2 separate regions of the Sus scrofa genome follow, and region 2 is linked to region 1. The links are chromatin contacts, called in public Hi-C maps. All regions are on one chromosome and are shown on one strand. Each heading gives the region's core, a stretch centred on a gene start, on an enhancer-like site or on the middle of the called end of the contact. The rest is flanking DNA. Distances are from core to core; before and after follow the strand shown. Region 1 holds the start of NAT8 (N-acetyltransferase 8). Region 2 holds the start of PRADC1 (protease-associated domain-containing protein 1).

Region 1 (5,332 bases), core at 1,511-4,010:
AAGGTCATGGTAACTGTTAAACTGTAATAAGTGAACAGTTACTTGTTAAGCAAGTAATAAATTAACAGCAATGTAAGTGCTTAATGAGGAAGTGCCAAGGCTTCAGAGAAGGGAACAGATACAAGATCCATCTGGTTGGTAAGGGTCAGAAATCTTGATGGAAAAGGTAACACTGAACTGGATCTTGAAGAAAGAACAGAGTCTTAGTCACAGATTGGAATTTGGTCAAGTATGGCCTGGTCACTGGTGATAGAGGTGTGATGAGGCCTGGAAGTGAATCCTGATCCTACCAGGCAGAGCTGATTCTCCTGGCATACACAATTCACCAAACACTTGTCCAATTGGGATCAGCATGTGGTACTGAAAAAGCAAAATGTTCAGGCCTTCGAGTCTGAACTGCCGTTTGAGCCCCAACCTGCCACGTTCTGTGGCATAGGTAGGATATCTCAGGTTTGTGGGCCTCTGTTTCCCATTGTAAAGTGGAAACATGAATATCAACCTAAGCTCTTAGGTTACAATGAATATCAAATAGTACAGCAGAGGGGAGTTCTCTTGTGCAGCCATGAAGGATTCGGCGTCACTGCAGTGACTCGGGTTGCTGCTGTGGTGTGGGGTTGATACTTGGCTTGGAAACTTCTGCATGCCACGGGTGAGGCCAACCCCCCCTGCCCCCCCCCCAAAGCCCCAAAATGGTACAGCGTAGGAAAAACATTTTCTTACAGTTCCAGGCATCGAATTTCTCAGGAATAACAGCTATCTCTTTCTCTCAGTACACCAGGCAAAGTGCTGATAGTAAAATAAGACTTACTGCTGGTGGGAAAGTAAAACATGGACAACAGTCTGGCAATTTCTCAAAATGTTAAAATAGAGTTACCATATGACCCAGCAGTTCTACTCCTAGGTATATACAAAAGAACTGAACACAGGTCCTGAAACAACCACCTGCAAAGAATGTTCACAGCAGCACTATTCACAGTAACCAAAAGGTGGTTAGAACTCCAATGTCCATCAGTGGATAACTGCCTACACAAAGGCTGTCTCTCTGTACAATGGAATATTATGTAGCCATAAAAAGCAACGAGGTACTGATAAAACACGAGGATGGAGATGTACCTTGAAAACAAAAGTGAAAGAAGCTGAATGTGAAATCACATATTGCATGATTCCATTTAAATGAAACATCCAGAATAGGTAAATCCATAGAGACAGAAAGCAGGTTAGTGGTTGCCATGGGCTCAGGAGAACTGGAAATAGGGAGTGATTGCCTCCTGGCTAAGGGGTCTCCTTCTGGGGAGATGAAAACGCTTAGCAACTAGATAGAGGTGGTAATTATACGACATTGTGAATGTACTGAATTAGACGCATTTACATGGTTAAAGATAATAGAATGAAAGTATTAACACATCTGCCTTACCTTTAGGAGTTCACAGTCTCAGCTGGGTCTGTTTAGATTCAAGAGTTGGCAGAGGCTAAAACAGGTAGATTCTCAAGCAGTTCCATCATCTGAAAGTGGGGCCAAGAGCCTGGAATGTGCTAAACTTCCAGAGGTCATCTCCTACCCAGAGAACTGCCTGCTTCCTCTGTCCAGAAGGAATGGCCACCAAAGTGTGGTGGAACCGTTCACACTTTCCTCTCTGCATGCTTGTGTGTATAAATTATTTTTTTCTATTTTTCAAAAAAATAAATGAAAACACTGTCTTATAAGCTTTAATAGCTTGGTGCTATATTTTGACAATTTTTTTTTCATGTCAACAGATCCTCATCATCATTGTTCATGGCTGTGAGGAAGGTTGAAAAGCCTGAATGTAAACTGAGGCCACCAGGTGTTGAGGCCACAGAGGCTGGTGAGGATACAGGAGACAGATGGCAGGGACAGCTCACAGCCCTGTCTCCTCAGCTTGGTTTCTCACTGGTTAATATTAAACTCATAAGCAATAGTCATTTGGAACCCTCTTGTCTCTTGTGAATCCTCAAATTTGGCTTGACATTGAACCATTTAAAGAAAATATTACATTTTACTGAAAACAATGTAACATGCCTGTAGCTCACCACCCAGACTTCATGTTAGTTAAACCCTTGAGGCCTTGATGGGTGCCGGAGCCTCAGCAGCCCGCATCCACCAGCCCCGGGTTGCAGCTGCCAAGTCTGGTCTCTCTCCAGCATCCTCCCAGGTGCTTCTACCAGAATCCTGGCTATCTTCTCCAACCCCTTCTTCATCCTCAGATCATCACTAACCCATGCCATTTCTGCCTACCCCCCAAGTGGGCCAGGTCACACTACCCACAACCCCACTCTAGTCCAAGCCACTGCTTTCTCTTGTAGGACCCCTGATGGCAAAACTTAGGAGTTTATGTACATTGAGTAAGGCAGCCCCCTCACCCAGATACAACCTATTGGATGCACAGTTTAGTGGACAGCATTCTGATCAAATAAGGAAAAGTTATGTTTCCTTTGGTCACACTCAGCTCTGTGCCAGGCTTGTGGCTTGGTTTTTAATTCCCACAAGGTGTTCTTGAGCAGTGAGCAAACTGCCCATCTGTATCGGGAGGACCTTCTTCCACCTGGACCATTGCACTAGCCTCTGGGGGGTAAGGAAGTTAGTGCACACCACCACACACACCCCCTCTGCTTATGGTGCTCTCCAGCTAGAAGCATAGCAGTGGCCTTCTGATGCTCCTGGAACGAGTCCAAACTCTTGACCTGGACGAAGGTCCTGCATGGCCAGGCCCCTGCTGTCTGCACTCTGCCGTGAAGGACCTTGTGTGCTAAGTTATGGGACTTGGGTTCTGGCCTGTGCTAACAGCACAGGTTGAGATGGGCTTTCCCCTGGCTCAAAGCAGCCGTGTGGAGGGGCAGAGGCGGCATCAGAGAGCACCCACGGTGCCAGGTAAACTGCCACGGCAGGGCGTGTAGGCTGTCCACCAGACCAAGGACACCTGAGCTATTTCAGGCCCTGGCTGGTTCCCCAGTGATGAGGAAACAGAAAATGGGCCGCCCATCACAGTCCAGCTCCTTGATCCTGGGGTTTATGATTAACAAACGCCCAGGAGCCAGCCAATGAGGTGGCCATCCAGGACCTAGTCCCCAGAAGTGGAACGGGCCCTGCACAGTCACTCCTTGATGCCAGCTGGAGGCTGAGGCCAGAGGCCAGGCTGAAGCTGCCTTGGAGAACTCAAGACTCTCGTGATAGCAGGTGAGGAGTTATGGGTGGAAGGCCAGTGCCCAAGTGTGGCCTGGTGGTCCGGACCCTCCCTGGTTCTCAAGCCTGGGCCATTTTTGATGTTTGGCTCTTATGCCACCTCAATAGCCTGGAAATTTGTAATTAAGGGGGATGGAGCTTTTGCTGAAACTTGTACTTAGACACACAGGATTCCAGCAGTGTATGGTCCCTGCAAGAGGGACCAAAGGGCAGGAGACACGTGTTTGGCTGCTGCCTGGTGCCACCCCAATGTACGGGGGAAGGGGGAGGGGGGATAGTGTGCATATGTAGAAGGCAGGTTCTTAGAGAAGAATATGCAAAATGCCCAAGGGTGGGCACGGAGGTAGGATCAAAAGCAGGTCTTTCTTAGCCTAGCACCTCCTCCCAGTGGCTGCAGCCTAATTCCTCTTGAGTAGAAGCAGAATGACACATCCTTGAGCAGAGTTGTCCCCACTCGTGGGAGGTGGGAGGACAGGCCACTCACATGATTCCCTCTCTCCCGCAGGGCTGCTAGGAAGGTGGACAGAGACACCTCACTCGGTCTCCTGAATTCTGAGATTCAGACACAGAAGTCTTCCATGGCTCCTTACTGCATCCGCAAATACCAGGAAAAAGACCGCAAGTGGGTCCTGGGCTCGTTCTCTCACTTGGTGACTGAGCACATTCCCGCCACCTTCTGCTGCGTCCTGAAGCTGCCCCGAACTCTTGTGCTCTTGCTTGGGGGACCCCTTGCCCTATTCTTGATCTCTGGCTCCTGGGTCCTGGCCCTCATGGCCAGCGCCTCTCTCCTTGGTGCCCTGTGGTTCCTTGCCAAATACCCCTGGGCCCAGTTTGAAGCCAGGTGTTTGCGAACAGACCTGTCTGACATCACCAAGTCCTACTTCAGTGAGAGTGGCTCCTGCTTCTGGGTGGCTGAGTCTGAGGGGCAGCTGGTGGGCATGGTGGGAGCGCTGCCCAGTAAGAAGCCCACCCTGCAGAAGGTGCAGCTGGAGCTGCTTCACCTATTTGTGGCCCTGGAGCACCGTGGTCAGGGGATAGCGAAAGCCCTGGTCAGGACTGTCCTCCAGTTTGCACATGACCAGGGCTACAGTGAAGTGGTCCTCACCACCAGCATAGTGCAGTGCTCTGCCCTGGTCATCTACCAGCACTTCGGCTTCCAAAAGACAGGCTTCAGCTCTGAAGGCTTTAGGCTATGTGCTCTCCCTGTACTTCACCTGACCTACCGCCTCCCCTCTGCTCAGGTCTCTCAGACACTGGAGCAGGGAGAGAGCCCGCGACCTATTTCCTTGTAGATTAGTCAGCGGGGTTCAGCTCTGCTGCAGTGACAAGCAAACCCTGAGGTCTCACTCTGATGGCACAGTAAAGGCTTACTGCTTATCCACACTGGAACTCAGTGGCATTGTGCTCTATCCAGTCTTTTTAGGTTGCCGCCTATCATTTATCTAGTGTCACAAGAATGTTGCATTAAAAACAACTACAGGAGTTCCTGTTGTGGCTCAGCAGAAATGAATCTGACTAGTATTCCTGAGGATGAGGGTTTGATCCCTGGCCTCACTCAGTGGGTCCAGGATCCAACCTTGCCATGAGTTGTAGTGTAGGTCGTAGCTGCACCTCCCATTCGATCCCTAGCCTGGGAACTTCCATATACTGTGGGTTCAGCCCTAAGAAGCAAAAAACAAACAAACAGAAGTTCCCCTTGTGGCACAGTGGAAAAGACTAAAAACCATGAGGTTGCGGGTTCGATCCCTGGGCTCCCTCAGTGGGTTAAGGATCCAGCGTTGTCGTGAGCTGTGGTGTAGGTCGCAGATGTGGCTTGGATCTGGTGTTGCTGTGGCTGTGGTGTAGGCCTGCAGGTACAGCTCCGATTAGACCCCTAGCCTGGGAACCTCCATATGCTACTGATGTGGCCCTAAAAGGACAAAAGACAAAAACAAACAAACAAAACAAAACAAAAAACAACCGCAAAAGAGGAACACACATTTTTTTTTAAGCTTGTGAGTCTGTGGCTCAGCAGATTAGGCTGAGATCGGCTAGGCAGCCCCTCTGGTCTCAGCCTTAGTTGTATGTTGTGGGGTTGGCCAAGTGACAGGGTGACTGGGCTCTCTCATTTTCTGGCAGCCTAGCTCAAGCATG
Region 2 (5,332 bases), core at 974-3,473, 300 kb after region 1:
AGCTCAGCTGTACCAAAGTAACAGGACTGAGCTTTTTGGGGGACCCTTTTACTTCTCTTCCAATCACAGAAGGCTTCCAGAATATCAGTTACCAATTCAATAACAGCAAGAACTCTTGGTGACTGAGGTTTCAGACACCCAAATAAAGAGATATAAACAGCCTGTACAGCAGGGAAACAGAGCAGGAGTCAGTTCAGGAAAAACCCAAGGGGGTGTGGTCTGGAGCCTCTTGGTGAAGGGTTTCATCACCAGTCAGAAGAATCTTCGTTCTGATCCTATTCTTTGAAGGCCAACCAAAACTTACCGTAGCCTCGGCAGAAAGATTACAGGGAAGAAAGGAAGCAAGCGACCAGCTAGCAGACTAGCTAACATACTGCTTACTACAAGCTGGGCTTCATAGGTACTCACTCATTTAACCTCCTCTAGAAGACTGAGGGCCAGCAATGAAATAGCACGCTCAAAGTCATACACCTAGGAAGTGGCAGAGCTAGTTATAAACCTAGGTATTCACTGTGTAGCTCCAGAGCCCTTACTCTCAGCTGCTCTACCGTGTTGCCTCTGCAAAGAAAATGAAGATGACTTCAGGAATGTTGAAGATGGACTGAAAAAGGCAGTTCTGGAGATATGAAGGGGAGGGGGTATACAGATTAACGCCAGCTTCCTTCCTTCTTTAGGGTACAAATAGGATTCACAGAGCACTTGATAGCATAATGAACACCTCAGAGGTGTCCATTTGACATCTACTAGGACAGAAAGAACCTGAGGAAGCAGGAAAAGAACAGAGAACTGAGTTGGATTGATAGGCTAAAATGAATGCATGAAATGCCAAGTGCACAGAGAACACATGAAGCGCCCAGCTTGTAGGAAGCAGCATGTTAGCTAGTCTGCTAGGTGGTATCTTAGGGTTTTGCCTCAAGCACTTAAAAGCTGGCCCTGTTCAACAGCAACTCCGGAGACCACCGAGGTTTGGGACCCAAGGAAGGTACCTGCAGCTCTGAGATGGAGAAAGGGATACTATGGAAAGGGGGGTGGGTACAGAGAGCCTCCCAGATTCACTAACCGCCCTAATTTAAGAAAAACGAAAACTAAAGTTAGGTGGCCAACTAGGAAAGCTGTCTAATGTCACATCTAGGGTAGCAGACAGGGTCAGAGTCAGAGGCCGGATCTTCCTACGTCTGAAGCAGGGTGCCCATCTGCCCTACCCATTCTTCTGGCTGAAGAGTTGCACCTGCAACAACCAGCGGAGCCCCGCACATTCAGTAGACACTAAAGATGACTTTACTTAACGAACAAGTGAATGAATGAATTCAAGTACGAGCAAAAGGGTCTGTTTCCATTTGGTAGCAGCTGGCAGGGAGGGAGGCATAGCTGAGATCCGGGGTTCCGCTCAACATAAGGTCCCCATGCTGCCTCTGCCGGTCCTAGTGAGCACCCGGCTTTACACTCGAATTTTCCAGTGCAGCCAGAAGTTCCAAGCCCGGCCGTCGACCGCGTTATGCACGCTCAATCCGCAGTCGTTTCACCCGGGTCGTGACTCCGGGGGGGGGGGGGGGGTCCAAAAACCAGCTTGCCAACGCGGGTTCGCGGGTTCCGAAGCACCCTGGGACTTGTAGTCCCCAGCCGGCCCGATCAGAGCCTTTCCTCCAGTGCCACACAGCCCTCGCCCAGGAGCCCTACTCGGAGCCCGGGCCCACCAAGGCCGCGGCGGGCCGGGGTCACCCACAGACAGGGGTCGGGGCGAGGACCGAGTCATTAGGCAGAGGAAAGTCCTGCGGGACCGGCCTTTGCCGGGCGGCGCCAGCTACCAACCAGATGGCAACGGATGGAGACGGATGCGCGAGACGCCACTCACCATCATCTTGTAAGCTTATCCAGTGGCCCGCTACTCCTCTTCCCTGCTTCGCGCCCGGGCCGCCCAGCAACCCCACAATCCTCCGCGCCAAAGAAGTCCCCAGAACCTTCGCCAAGCAGTTGGACCGGGAGAGGAAGGGGATGGGCCACTTCCGCCACTCTATGGTTCGCTACCACAGAGTCGGCGTGGCTAGAAGGTCCAGAGGCTGGTCCTCTGCCGGAGCTGTTACAGGAAGTGTTGGTAATGCAAGGGTCGCGGGCTTTCGAAAGTGTCATTCTTTTTGAGTATGTAGGGTCCTTGCTCGGCCCCCGTCACCCACTAACTCTAATTCTATTCCCCTTCTCCCTCTGGAGCCAGGCCAAGGAATGAAATAAAGGCAAACATTTATTGAACGCTGACTGAGGGACAGTTTTTGCCAAGTAAACATTTGATGTGAGTGATCTCATTTAATCCTCACAAACCTATTGGTATTGTTGTCATGCCCACTTTACAGATGAGGGAACTGAGGCCGAGAGGTTAGGAAGGGTGTCCAGAGTCACAGCTGCATAGTAAATGGTAGAGAAACAGGAGCGGACACCTAGCCCCTATGCTCGCATTCTGGCTCGGCACTGGTCAGAGCTTCCTCGAGGGTCGTGTACATCCGGCCACGTCGCCAGGGCACGCAAGCGCTGGTGGAACTAGGCAATAAGATCAGAGTAGGGGTCACCGGAGACCACTTGAGAGCTACAGGAATGCCATTCCAAGGAGGGGATGGGAAGGAGGAAGGCACAGCTGGAAGAAGGTATACCCTCATCTTGCAAAGCGACCGTGAGGAGTATTGGCCGAGACTTTCAGCGGTTGAAGCCAGTCCTGCGATCGGCCACCTCCAGTTCTGCCGACCCACCCACCAGCCAGCAAGGTGCTGCCGAATCGAATCCAAACTGAGACAGGCTGGGGCGGGGGCCGGCAGTTGCAGTTAAGAGTTTGGACCAATCAGTCCTCGGCCCCACTTCTCTCGACCAATAGGAAGTGGGCTAAGGCGCAGGGGCGGAAAATGTGGCTACATGAGCAGGCGTCAGAGCCAATCAGCCGTGGGCCTCGTTCCAGTCCGCCAACCAGCAGCCAGAGCGGGTCTGGGGGCGGGAGGCCAGAGCAGCTGTCAGGCCAAAGTCCAGCGAGCTACGCGCGGAGGGGCGGCTGGAGGAAGCGGGGCGCCGGGCCGGGCCCTGGAGATGGTCCCCGGCGCCGCGGGCTGGTGTTGTCTCATGCTCTGGCTCCCCGCGTGCGTCGCGGCCCATGGTGAGCGGCAACGGGCGGGGCTGCGCATCGGGGCGGGGCTGGGAGTCCACATGAGCGCGTCTCGGGCCGGGGGCCACGGGTCACCTTGGGGACCCCGCGAGTTCTGGGCAGGGTAGGTTCAGAAAGAGGCGCCACGATTTGGTGGGTACTCGTCCTCAGGGACACGAATTGGGCGCGGCTGGAGGCTGGGCTTTGAGTTCTGAGCTTCCCACGTCGAAGCAAGACTCCCCCTACCCCCACTAGCGCCGAATTAGGTGGCTGAGGGGGCGAGGAACAAGGACAAGCTGGAAATATGTGAGCACTCATATACATAAACGGGACCACACATTGCTACACTTTGGCTCACACACAAGCACATAGGTACATATCCTACCTGTTTGCATCTATACGGGAACATGAACATATAGCCACTACATCCATGAGCACATATGTATACCTACACTTAATTTACACGGATCGCAGATGCAAAGGCCAGGCAAAGATGTGTATGGGAAGGCGGGGGAGTTCTGTGATCATCCAGGAGGGCCTCCTGGGAGTGTGTCAGTTTCTGATGGCAAGTCTCCATTCCCACGATAAAAGGCTATATATGTAGTCCAGTGCCAAGCTAGTGGAGTTCTACCTCATGGCTGGGCTTTGGAGAGTAGAAGGATAGCTAAAGCCACCATTGGTCCCAACCCTGGCACACAGTAGCAGCCTAATAGTTTGTTGAGTTGACTAATGGACAGATGGCAGCAGCTTCCACCCTTTCACATTCCTCAATCTCTCTGGGCTAAGGAAACCAGGGCCCCAAGTTCAGATAAAACATTAAACTTTGGTGCTGATGAGACCCATACTCCAAAACAATCTGGTTGTTCTGGCAATTCCCTTCCTTAATTCGACAACCTTTTTGAGCACCAACTATATTCTAAACACTATGTTAGATAATGTAGATATGGCACTGAATGAAGTTACAAACATGGTCCTTGTCCGAGTGCAGGAAATGAGATAAACAAAAAATTACAAATACTCCATTACAAATTTTGTTAAAAGTGTCATTGGAGAGGAATTCCCATTATGGCTCAGTGGAAATGAATCTGACTAGCATCCATGAGGACACAGGTTCCACCCCTGGCCTCGCTCAGTTGGGTTAAGGATCTGGTGTTGCCGAGAGCTGTGGTGTAGATTGCAGACTCGGCTCCAATCTGGCATTGTTGTGCCTGTAGTGTAGGCTGGTGGCTATAGCACTGATTTGACCGCTAGCCTGGGAAACTCCATATGCTGCCGCAGGTGTGGCCCTAAAAAGACAAAAAAAAAAAAAAAGTGTCAGTGGAGAAAAAGTATGTTTTGAATGGGTACAAGGGGAGGGCAGTCACAGGGCAGGTTTCTCTGCAAAAGTAAGATTTAAGCTGTGACCTGATGGATGAGTAGGAATGAGCCATATAAAGAGACAGAGGTGGGGTAGGGTGGGGTGAGGTTAGGAAGCCTCCTAGATAGAGGGAGATGTGAAGAAACTGAAAGGAGGCCAGTGTAGCTTGAACACGGGAAGGAAGAGAGAAGGTTTGAGTAGTAGTCAAGGGCCAGATCAATCAGGACCTTGCAGACCAGAGTTAAGTTTAGATGTTAAGTTCAAAGGCAAGTCGTGGAAGCATACTGAAGCTGTGGGAGTGGTGACGTGACCATATTTGCTTTAAGACGTTTTAAGAAGATCCCTGGCAATTTTGGGGGGAATGGACCTTAGGGAGCAAAAATGGAGGCTGATAGACCAGTTAAGAAGATACAACAGTCAGGACAAGAAATAATAGTGGCTGGACTAGGGGGATGACAGTGGAACCAGAGTCAACTTTTAAGTTTTAGTGAGAGCTGTTTTGTACATAGGCTACCCCATCTCCACCTTGAAACACCCAAGTCTGCTTCAGAGCAAAGATAGATTAACCCTCAGGTAACACTGGAGCTCTGTCTTTCTGGCTCCTGAGTGTAAGGAGCAACAGCTGTAAATCTCTGCGGTACTGACTTTGTCTGCATCGACTCTATCCCACCCACCTGGAAGATCCAACTGGCCAAAGCTGGGTCCCTGGGCCCAGACCACAGTCAGCCCAGTTGAAGGCATCGGGTCCATGATCTGAACCTGAACCGGTTTTGTTTTTTTTTTTCCCCAGAAGCTTCTCACCTGTACCTTTTGCCTTTCAGGCTTACGCATCCATGATTACTTGTATTTTCAAGTGC

Evidence for each region. A called contact is a pair of places that touch in the nucleus more often than the background predicts.
Region 2: a Hi-C map of liver shows a contact between it and region 1, with 4 times the contacts expected there. The contact joins the promoter of PRADC1 here to the promoter of NAT8 in region 1. A contact is called at or near these places in 3 of 5 promoter capture datasets (fetal liver, fetal skeletal muscle and liver) and 1 of 47 Hi-C or Micro-C datasets (liver).

The regions. Positions count from the first base shown.
Region 1 is chr3:69,247,566-69,252,897 of Sscrofa11.1, forward strand. It overlaps NAT8 (N-acetyltransferase 8), which reads left to right and starts at 2,761. Exons shown (of 2, transcript XM_003125006.4): 1 at 2,761-3,193; 2 at 3,705-5,332. The coding sequence starts at 3,778. The coding sequence ends at 4,491.
Region 2 is chr3:69,544,615-69,549,946 of Sscrofa11.1, forward strand. It overlaps PRADC1 (protease-associated domain-containing protein 1), which reads left to right and starts at 2,224. Exons shown (of 5, transcript XM_003125011.4): 1 at 2,224-3,130; 2 at 5,297-5,332. The coding sequence starts at 2,896.